Regions from separate parts of the Pan troglodytes genome. Here region 2 is linked to region 1. Evidence: chromatin contacts called from public HiChIP or PLAC-seq data. All regions are on one chromosome and are shown on one strand. The core of a region is the stretch at or near the end of the contact, and the rest is flanking DNA. Distances in the headings are between cores, read along the strand shown. Region 1 holds the start of TGM3 (transglutaminase 3). Region 2 holds the start of NOP56 (NOP56 ribonucleoprotein).

Evidence for each region. HiChIP or PLAC-seq counts read pairs in DNA pulled down with a chosen protein or histone mark.
Region 2: a contact with region 1 is called in an H3K4me3 HiChIP or PLAC-seq map of stem cell-derived excitatory neurons, with 2.4 times the contacts expected there. The contact joins the promoter of NOP56 here to the promoter of TGM3 in region 1. A contact is called at or near these places in 1 of 7 Hi-C or Micro-C datasets (stem cell-derived neural progenitor cells) and 1 of 1 datasets of contacts at active chromatin or transcription factors (stem cell-derived excitatory neurons).

The regions. Positions count from the first base shown.
Region 1 is chr21:8,841,986-8,846,192 of NHGRI_mPanTro3-v2.0_pri, forward strand. It overlaps TGM3 (transglutaminase 3), which reads left to right and starts at 2,224. Exons shown (of 15, transcript XM_063803236.1): 1 at 2,224-2,379. All of the region lies in intron 3 of STK35 (serine/threonine kinase 35), which reads left to right.
Region 2 is chr21:9,283,470-9,287,676 of NHGRI_mPanTro3-v2.0_pri, forward strand. NOP56 (NOP56 ribonucleoprotein) reads left to right here and starts at 1,840. Exons shown (of 12, transcript NM_001244674.3): 1 at 1,840-1,871; 2 at 2,056-2,145; 3 at 2,493-2,607; 4 at 3,631-3,792; 5 at 3,966-4,164. The coding sequence starts at 1,869. MIR1292 (microRNA mir-1292) reads left to right here and starts at 1,992; the gene lies at 1,992-2,056. It overlaps LOC112206585 (small nucleolar RNA SNORD110), which reads left to right and starts at 3,429; the gene lies at 3,429-3,503.

The sequences.
Region 1 (4,207 bases), core at 974-3,473:
GGCTGGGCATGGTGGCTCATGCCTGTAATCCCAGCACTTTGGGAGGCCAAGGCAGGCAGATCCCTTGAGCCCAGGAGTTCGAGATCAGCCTGGGCAACATAGTGAAAGCCTGTCTCCAAAAATGAAAATCAGCCAGGCGGGGTGGTGCATGCCAGTAGTCCCAGCTAGTTGGGAGGCTGAGGTGGGAAGACTGCTTGAGCCTGAAAGTTGACACTGCAGTGAGCCCTGATGGTGCCACTGCACTACAGCTTGGGCAAGAGGGTGAGACCGTGTCTTAGAAAGAAAAGAAAATAGAACTTGCTAGTGTCAATGCCTTTTAGCCAAAGACCACCGGGACACACCTATAGTTGAACAAGTTGGGTTGCACTGAGGGAGAGTACATACCATGACAGAACTATGGGCGGGTATCTTCGAAAAGAGGTGTTATAAAGAACCTATTACTGGGTTTCAGCTTTTATTGGTAATTTAAGGAGGGCCTATGGAAGTTGGATTCGCCCTAGACTGGAAGTGGTCAGGAAGCAGGAGCCAATTCCATGATTGGGTATCTCAATAAATCTAATCTATAGAGAAGGCAAACTAGAAGAAAGATAAAACTGTAATTAGTTAGCAGGGGGCCGGGCACGGTGGCTCACGCCTGTAATCCCAGCACTTTGGGAGGCTGAGGCAGGCAGATCATGAGGTCAGGAAATCGAGACCATCCTGGCTAACACAGTGAAACCCCATCTCTACTAAAAATACAAAAAATTAGCTGGGCGTGGTGGTGGGCACCTGTAGTCCCAGCTACTTGGGAGGCTGAGGCAGGAGAATGGCGTGAACCTGGGAGGCGGAGCTTGCAGTGAGCCGAGATCCTGCCACTGCACTCCAGCCTGGGCGACAGAGCGAGACTCTGACTCAAAAAAAAAAAAAAAAAAGAGAGAGAGAGAAAAGAAGTAGCAGTCACTCATTTTCTCCAAGACGGGTGTTTGGTATTTTGTGAGTGGCACAGTGACCGTGTTTTTGTCTGTGCTTAGACAAAATTTCAAAGTAGATTTGCTATGTCTCACTTTATCAGGCTCTCTGTAACCATATGTGAGGTTGTTATTTTGTGACGCTACGTACAATAGGAGGATAACATGGTGGAGCTGTGATGCCAGGCTAGCTTCTGAATGTCGGGGTTGCCTTTTTTTTTCCTTTTTCAATAACATGAGCATGAAATACAAAATATCACAACGATGGAAACCAAAGTAAAATTCGACATACAAATTTTAAAGAAGTAAAATCTTTATCATGAAATTTATATGTAAAAGAATCACTCAGTAAAGACAATTTCCATAAAATAAAAATGGATATGGATACTATTTAACTATGTTGTATTTAAAAAAACTGATCAAAGAATTGGTTTAATGGAAAATGCTCTGGAAAATTCTTTTGCAACAGTTCATCACTGTTGATATAATCCTAATTAAAATTATCGGACTCCAGTTTTGGTGGAGATGTAAATTTGCTAGTGTCTTTGAAGAGCAATTTAGTCATATTCATGAAAATTAAAATTGCATCTGGTCTTTGACATAGAAATTTTACTTCTGGAAATTTACAGAAAAAGTTGCACGTGTGCACGTACATACAAGGATATTACCACGCTACTCTAGTATTTTTTGTAGTAACAAAGACTGAACAAACATTAATGTCCTCCAGTAAGAAGCTGATTAAAATTCAGTATGAGACATCCATTGTACCCAAAGCTAGGTGGCCTTAAAAAGGTCAGAGTCGCTCAGCGACAGGGCTCGGCCCACCCTCGTGCAAACCCACCCCGCGGTGTGAGGCCAGGAGGGTGCGGTCACGAGGCGCCCAGGAAGTGTGTCCAATGCCTGAAGCAGCCCCCACCCCGGCGGTCCCGAGTCTGGGTCGCGCTCTGGTGTATCTCTTTTGACGTCTACTACCCACAGCCTGGTGCAGGAGAGTGGCGACGGCGAGGAGCAACTGCACGCGACTTGGGACCTTGCCCTGCTCCGCGGCCCGCGTCACCATGGCAACTGCAGGCAGCCGGCACTGACGGCGGGAAAATGAGGACCGGAGCCGGGTTACAGCCTTGGACTTCGAGCAGCCCAGGGAGAGTCTCTGCGTCCTCCAGCCCCCGCTTCCCTTCATGTCGGAGATCCCAAGCCCGCAGCGAAGTCCGCAAAGAGCTTTCCCCGACGCCTACGAGACCGGAAGTGCCTGGGCCCAGGTGGAGGAAGGACCCGCGCGGCCTCCTCCGCGCTCTCCCTGGGGTCCGTGCTCCTTCCGGCGTTTCTCCCGCGTCCTTCACCATGGCAACTCGGGCGTTGGGAGCGCGGGCTGCGAGCCGAGTGGGTGGGGAGCCGCTGGGCTCTATCCGCCAGCCCACGAGAAGTGACGAAGGTGAGGGGAGGCCGCAGGGACCTGAGGGCGGAGAGAGGAATTCAGAAAGTGCCGGGCGGCGGCTTCCGTTTCCTCTGCGGGGTCTCTGGGTGGTCGTGGCTGGGAGCTGCCGGGGCCCGGTGGCCGCGCGCCTCTGCTCCGGGCAAGCTCTCCCTGCAAGGCCCGGGCGGCGGCAGGGGGCAGTAGCGGCCCGCGATGCTCGGAGGCTCGCTGGCACGGAGCTCCCGGGCTGGGGCGTCCAGATCTGGAGAAGCCGAGGGCCTTGGTCACACTCAGAGCTGACGTCCAGTGCGGCCCTTGCTGAGGACTCGAGCGAACAGATCTCTACCCAGCCCCCGCCCCACGCGCACCCAGCCTGGGTCAGCGCGCCCTGCCCTCAGCCACGCAGCTGGTGGCTAAGCGCGGGCTCCGGGTTCAGGCTGCCTTGAGCTCTGTTGGTTCCCTCTGAAAGTGGTGATAATGATAGCAGGTATCTTGGGATTGCTTTGAGTATTAAACGACTTAATTGTACTTAGTACAATTTCTGGACTTAGTTTCTAGCACGTGGCAAGTGCTCATGGGCTTGCCTGGGGCAACTTAGTTGACCTCTCAACCTTGCCTCATTAAAAAGTGGGGATAATAATAGTACCCACTTAATATCGTTATAATAATTATAGTAGTTAATATTTGTAAAGTCTCTTGCCTTCAAGAACTTAGGACATTAAAAAAAAGATTGTGAAGTCCCTAGAATGGTGCCAGGCACATAGTAAGCTGCCTCTATTATTACCATGGTCATATTGTTGTTATCACTATGTTAAATAAAATTTATAAGAGGCTATTGGTTTGGACTGAGCTCCTGCACTATGCCCAACAGATCAACCCAACATGGAGTCACTTATGCTGAAGTTCCATGCCACCAAGCTGAAACTAAGTTGCTTATTTGACTTTCCTAGAAATCAGGAGAGAGAGACAGTTAATATAGCCAAATCCCCAAATAAACCAGCTTTAGCTGGCATGATGAGGAAGTCCTCTCTGCTTTAACCTTTACAAGGAAAATAACTTTGAAACAACCAATTCGCTTTTGTTCTGTGTTTCTGCTTTCTTCAGCCCTTTTCTGTCTATAAAGCCAGCCTCCTCAGCTCAGCTCATCAGAGCACTCATTCTGTTTTATAGAACGAGGCATCAGCTGATTCTAGAATGCAAATATAAGCCAATTAAGATTTTAAACTAAATTTCTTGTAATTTTTGTCTTTTGACAACTATTATCGTCTGTTTGCCTTGTGAGGTTGGAAAGGATTGCACTTGTCCTGCTACAAGGACTCTTAGCCTCTGGCTGGATTACAGAAACATTTGCCTGCATTTCTCCTTTTATTTCCCAAAGTTTTTCAGCCTCTTACGTGGTTCTGTAGAAGAGGCAGGATCGTGTCCTTAAAAGACTACTGGGCTGTGAGTCAGGTGGATTTTGGTCTTGATAATGCTACTTGGGCAGGTCACTGTTTCCTCATCCATCTGTAAGCCTCTTTCAACAAAGGGTAGCTGGTATTATCTATTACGCATGTTTAGCCTTTCTGGTAAGGTAATATATTTAGTAAAACTAAATTAGCATCTGTCAGCAACTCTCCAGGGTAGTAAGAGAAGGTGGCAGGTGCTTTGAGGAAGTTACAGATGAGAAGCTATGGGATTCTGAGAAGGGAGAGTAAGCTTCTTAATTTATACTTTAATTTCTAATAAGTAGAAATGTCAAGATGTACGGGGGTCAAATGAGAATGATTCTACCCCTCCACCCCACTAAAAAGTCTGGGAAAGTGAATTTTCCCCTCTGAGGCCTTCTTATTTCTCAGTTGGAAAT
Region 2 (4,207 bases), core at 590-3,089, 440 kb after region 1:
ATATATATGTATATATGAAAAATATTTGTGTACATATTTCTATATATGTATGTAGAGCTGAGACAAAGTTTTACAATGAACAGCACCTTACTCTATGCAACACACTCTTATTTCTATTCGCTTTAATCCTTTTTTTTTTTTTGACAGAGCCTTGCTCTGTTGCCCAGGCTAGAGTGCAGCCTCTGCCTCCCGGGTTCAAGCGATTCTCCTTCCTCAGCCTCCCGAGTAGCTGGGATTACAGACATGCTCCACCACGTCCAGCTAATTTTTTTATTTTTTGGTAGAGACGGGGTTTCACCATGTTGGCCAGGCTGGTCTGGAACTCCTGATCTTAAATGATCCGCCTGCCTCGGCCTCCTAAAGTTCTGGATTATAGCCCACCCAATCCTATCTTTTTAAATGCTGTCCATTAATGCATTCTGACTTCTTGCTTGAAAACCCCTGGCTTAGTGGATAAGCACCTGTAACTCCAGGAAGATTCAGGATTAAGGGCAGAAATAATGAAGTAAATTGAAGTATTAGCATTAGTATTTTCCATTACATTTTGGAATCGTCTATTTTGATGTATTCATGACGGTTAAAATAATTTAACATGCTAATGTATGGATTAACTTGGCAATTCCATTTTAAAATATTAAATGGAATAACGATTCTGACTCGTAAGTAGACATGTGTAACAGAATTCAACCACATCTGTAAACCACATTGAAATTATGAGAGTAAGATTTACCAACCATATTTTTTAGGTTTGACATATTAGATTTGTGAGTGAACTATGTACTTGGATTTTGTCAAGTAACTCAATCGCTTAACAAAATAACAATTAAATGTATAAATGCAGTTTATAGCTATACAGCATTTTAAAAAATCCCCTTCGAATGACTCTTTAAAATATACCAGGGGATACGCTACTTAAGTATAACTAGGTTTTGGATTTATAACGTTAATATTAATTATTAAAGCAAAACTCACTTCTAAAGACTCGCCTGAGTGCCCAAAAGACGCCCTCAAGGACAGGGAAGCAGCTGCGATTCACTCAGCGATCACCAGCGCCCAGAATTCAGGGCCGCTCAAGCGGAGCAGCAACACGTGGCCCAGCGAAAGGAGCTGCGTCCCGTGCAGCACAGCAACAAGAAACTGGCCTAGGAAGACGCCGGAGCGTCTTTCTTTCGCACGTTACTGCCTGCTACAGTCATTAAAAAAAAAACCAAAAACAAAAAAAATAAATAAATTAGTAGTACGAAGAAAACTGCGCGAGCTACATTCCCAGCAGGGTCTGCGCCAGAGCGCGCCGGGCACCGCTCCCGTTACGGGTGGGAGGAAAGGATGCACCGCCCACCCGGCGCCGGGGAGGCTCGTCCCCGAGTAGGGGACGGGAACGCCTGGGTCCCGGGGACGTGGGGCGCAGGGTCTGGGGCCCGAGGCCACGGACGAAGCGGGAAGCCGGCTAGGCAGCGGTCTCTGTCTGGGATGGACGCCGCGCCCCACGCGGACCTCCCGCCCCGACTTCACCCAGCTCTGCTGCCCGTAACTCATATGACAAGAACATCAGGAACCGGACTATTACCCCGAAAGGGCCTTCCCAAGTCGTTTCGCCGCCTGCAATGCCCGATCGGGGGCCGCGCGTCCCCGGCAACCACGCCCGCCCGCGCAGCTGCAGAGGCCAGAAAAGGCCTGCTCGCCCGCGCTCCGCGCCACCCAGCCCGCGCTCCGGGCGATACCACCCTGGGCGGCCCCTCCAAAGGCCGGAGATGGTGTCGTCCCCGGCCTCCGATTGGTCGGGGGGGCGGGGGCGTGGCCTCTGGAGCCTGGTTCCGCGCGCCGGAGCGCGCTAGCCGCATTGCGAGCCGAACCCGGGAGCTGGCGCCATGGTGAGGAGTGGTTGCGGGGCGCGGGCGACGCGACGGTGGGGGTTTCGGCCTGCGTTCGGGCCGCAGACAGAGCCTGGGCCTGGGCCTGGGCCTGGGCCTGCGCCTGCGCCTGCGCCTGCCCTGGGAACGGGTTCCGGCAGACGCTGAGGTTGCGTTGACGCTCGCGCCCCGGCTCCCGTTCCAGGTGCTGTTGCACGTGCTGTTTGAGCACGCGGTCGGCTACGCGCTGCTGGCGCTGAAGGAAGTGGAGGAGATCAGTCTGCTGCAGCCGCAGGTGGGTGAGATCCGTGGGCTCCTTTGGCGGCCCCGCAGACCCTCGTCGCGCGGGTCCCAGCATGCACAGCGCGCTCCCACGTGGCCGGCCGAGCGGTTCGGGGCGGGGGGGCGGACCTGGAAAGCTCTAGATCCGGGGGTCTTTACCTTGACCCATGGGTAGAATCGCTCTAGCAATTAGAAATAAGCCTCCCGGATGCCGCCCCCGTACGATTAAAGCAGAAGCTGGGATGTGGGGCCCAGGTATCAGCATATTTTAAGAGCTTCCAAGGCTGGGAACCGCTGCTTTACTGCGCCGCAGAAGCAGGAGGGAGGGAAGGAAACCACTTAGCCTCTTTCTCCCCCCAGGTGGAGGAGTCCGTGCTCAACCTGGGCAAATTCCACAACATCGTTCGTCTGGTGGCCTTTTGTCCCTTTGCCTCATCCCAGGTTGCCTTGGAAAATGCCAACGCCGTGTCTGAAGGTAAGTCGGCCACCGCCAAGTATCACAGAGAGATGTGGTCCCTTTCGGAATCCTCTCGGGCAGCCTGTGATAGTATTTGCCGTCCTTGGCTGGCTCTGAGTCTGATAGGCGTGAGGCAGTATTGAGACATACAATGTGTAATTTGAAATAATTGTCTTCACAGAGCTCAAGGTCTGGGAACTGCGCTAGACCAAACTGTTTAAGCAGACGATGTGGGATGTGTGTTAACGTTTCCTTGTGGGCACTGTAGTGACAAACTATTTTTTATTTTTATTTTTTTTTTTGAGATGGAGTCTGTCCCCCAGGCTGGAGTGCAGTGGCAAGATCTGGGCTCACCGCAACCTCTGCCTCCCTGGTTCAGGCGATTCTCCTGCCTCAGCCTCCCGAGTAACTGGGATTACAAGCCTGTGCCAGCCACCACACCCGGCTAATTTTGTATTTTTGGTAGAGACGGGGTTTCACCATGTTGGCCAGGCTAGTCTCCATCTCCTGACCTCGTGATCCGCCCGCCTCGGCCTCCCAAGGTGCTGAGATTACAGGCGCGAGCGACGGTGCCCGGCCGACAAAGGGGGGTTTCTTAAAAGGGGGTCGGCTTGACACCTACTTGTGCCCGAGGTTTTGCCTAAACACAATCAAGTGTCTGGTTCTCTGCTTTCTGTTCGATTGGAAAGGGCAGTTGGGTAAACACAGGCTGAGAAAAAAAGGTTTGGTTCCAGAAGGCAAATTCTACGAAATACTCGAGGGTGTGTTACAAGCTATTATTTATTGCCCACTTGTGCTACCAGACCTGAATGCAGTTGTTCCCATGGCTGGGCCAGGCTTTGCAGTGATGACTTGCGAATCAAATCTGTCAATCCCCTGAGTGCAATCACTGATGTCTCCATGTCTCTGAGCAATGCCTGATGGGGAGGGATCTAGGCATGCCATCCCAGCGTGCTCGGTGGGACCAGGGTAGTCAGCTGAGGGATGTTAGAGTTGATTGTCCTTCAGCCTGTTAGTGGGAACTGTGTTCTTTCCCCTGAGGGGTTGTTCATGAGGACCTCCGCCTGCTCTTGGAGACCCACCTGCCGTCCAAAAAGAAGAAAGTACTCTTGGGAGTTGGGGATCCCAAGATTGGTGCTGCAATACAGGAGGAGTTAGGGTACAACTGCCAGACTGGAGGAGTCATAGCTGAGATCCTGCGAGGTGAGACCATCATCTGTTATATTCCTGTTATCCTGGACATTTTGGGGGAGGAGGTTCTGGAAACTTGGTTGCTTGTTGTGATTTCTGGGAAGGCCTTCGGGCTTGGCTGGTGCCCATGGGTGCGGGAGCTAGCTCAGAGCCCCTTGTTGCTCACCGTCTTGCCCTCTTCTTAGGAGTTCGTCTGCACTTCCACAATCTGGTAAAGGGTCTGACCGATCTGTCAGCTTGTAAAGCACAGCTGGGGCTGGGACACAGCTATTCCCGTGCCAAAGTTAAGTTTAATGTGAACCGGGTGGACAATATGATCATCCAGTCCATTAGCCTCCTGGACCAGCTGGATAAGGACATCAATACCTTCTCTATGCGTGTCAGGTAAAGTGCAGGGGCCACCCATAATACTGGAGCCTTTGGTCTG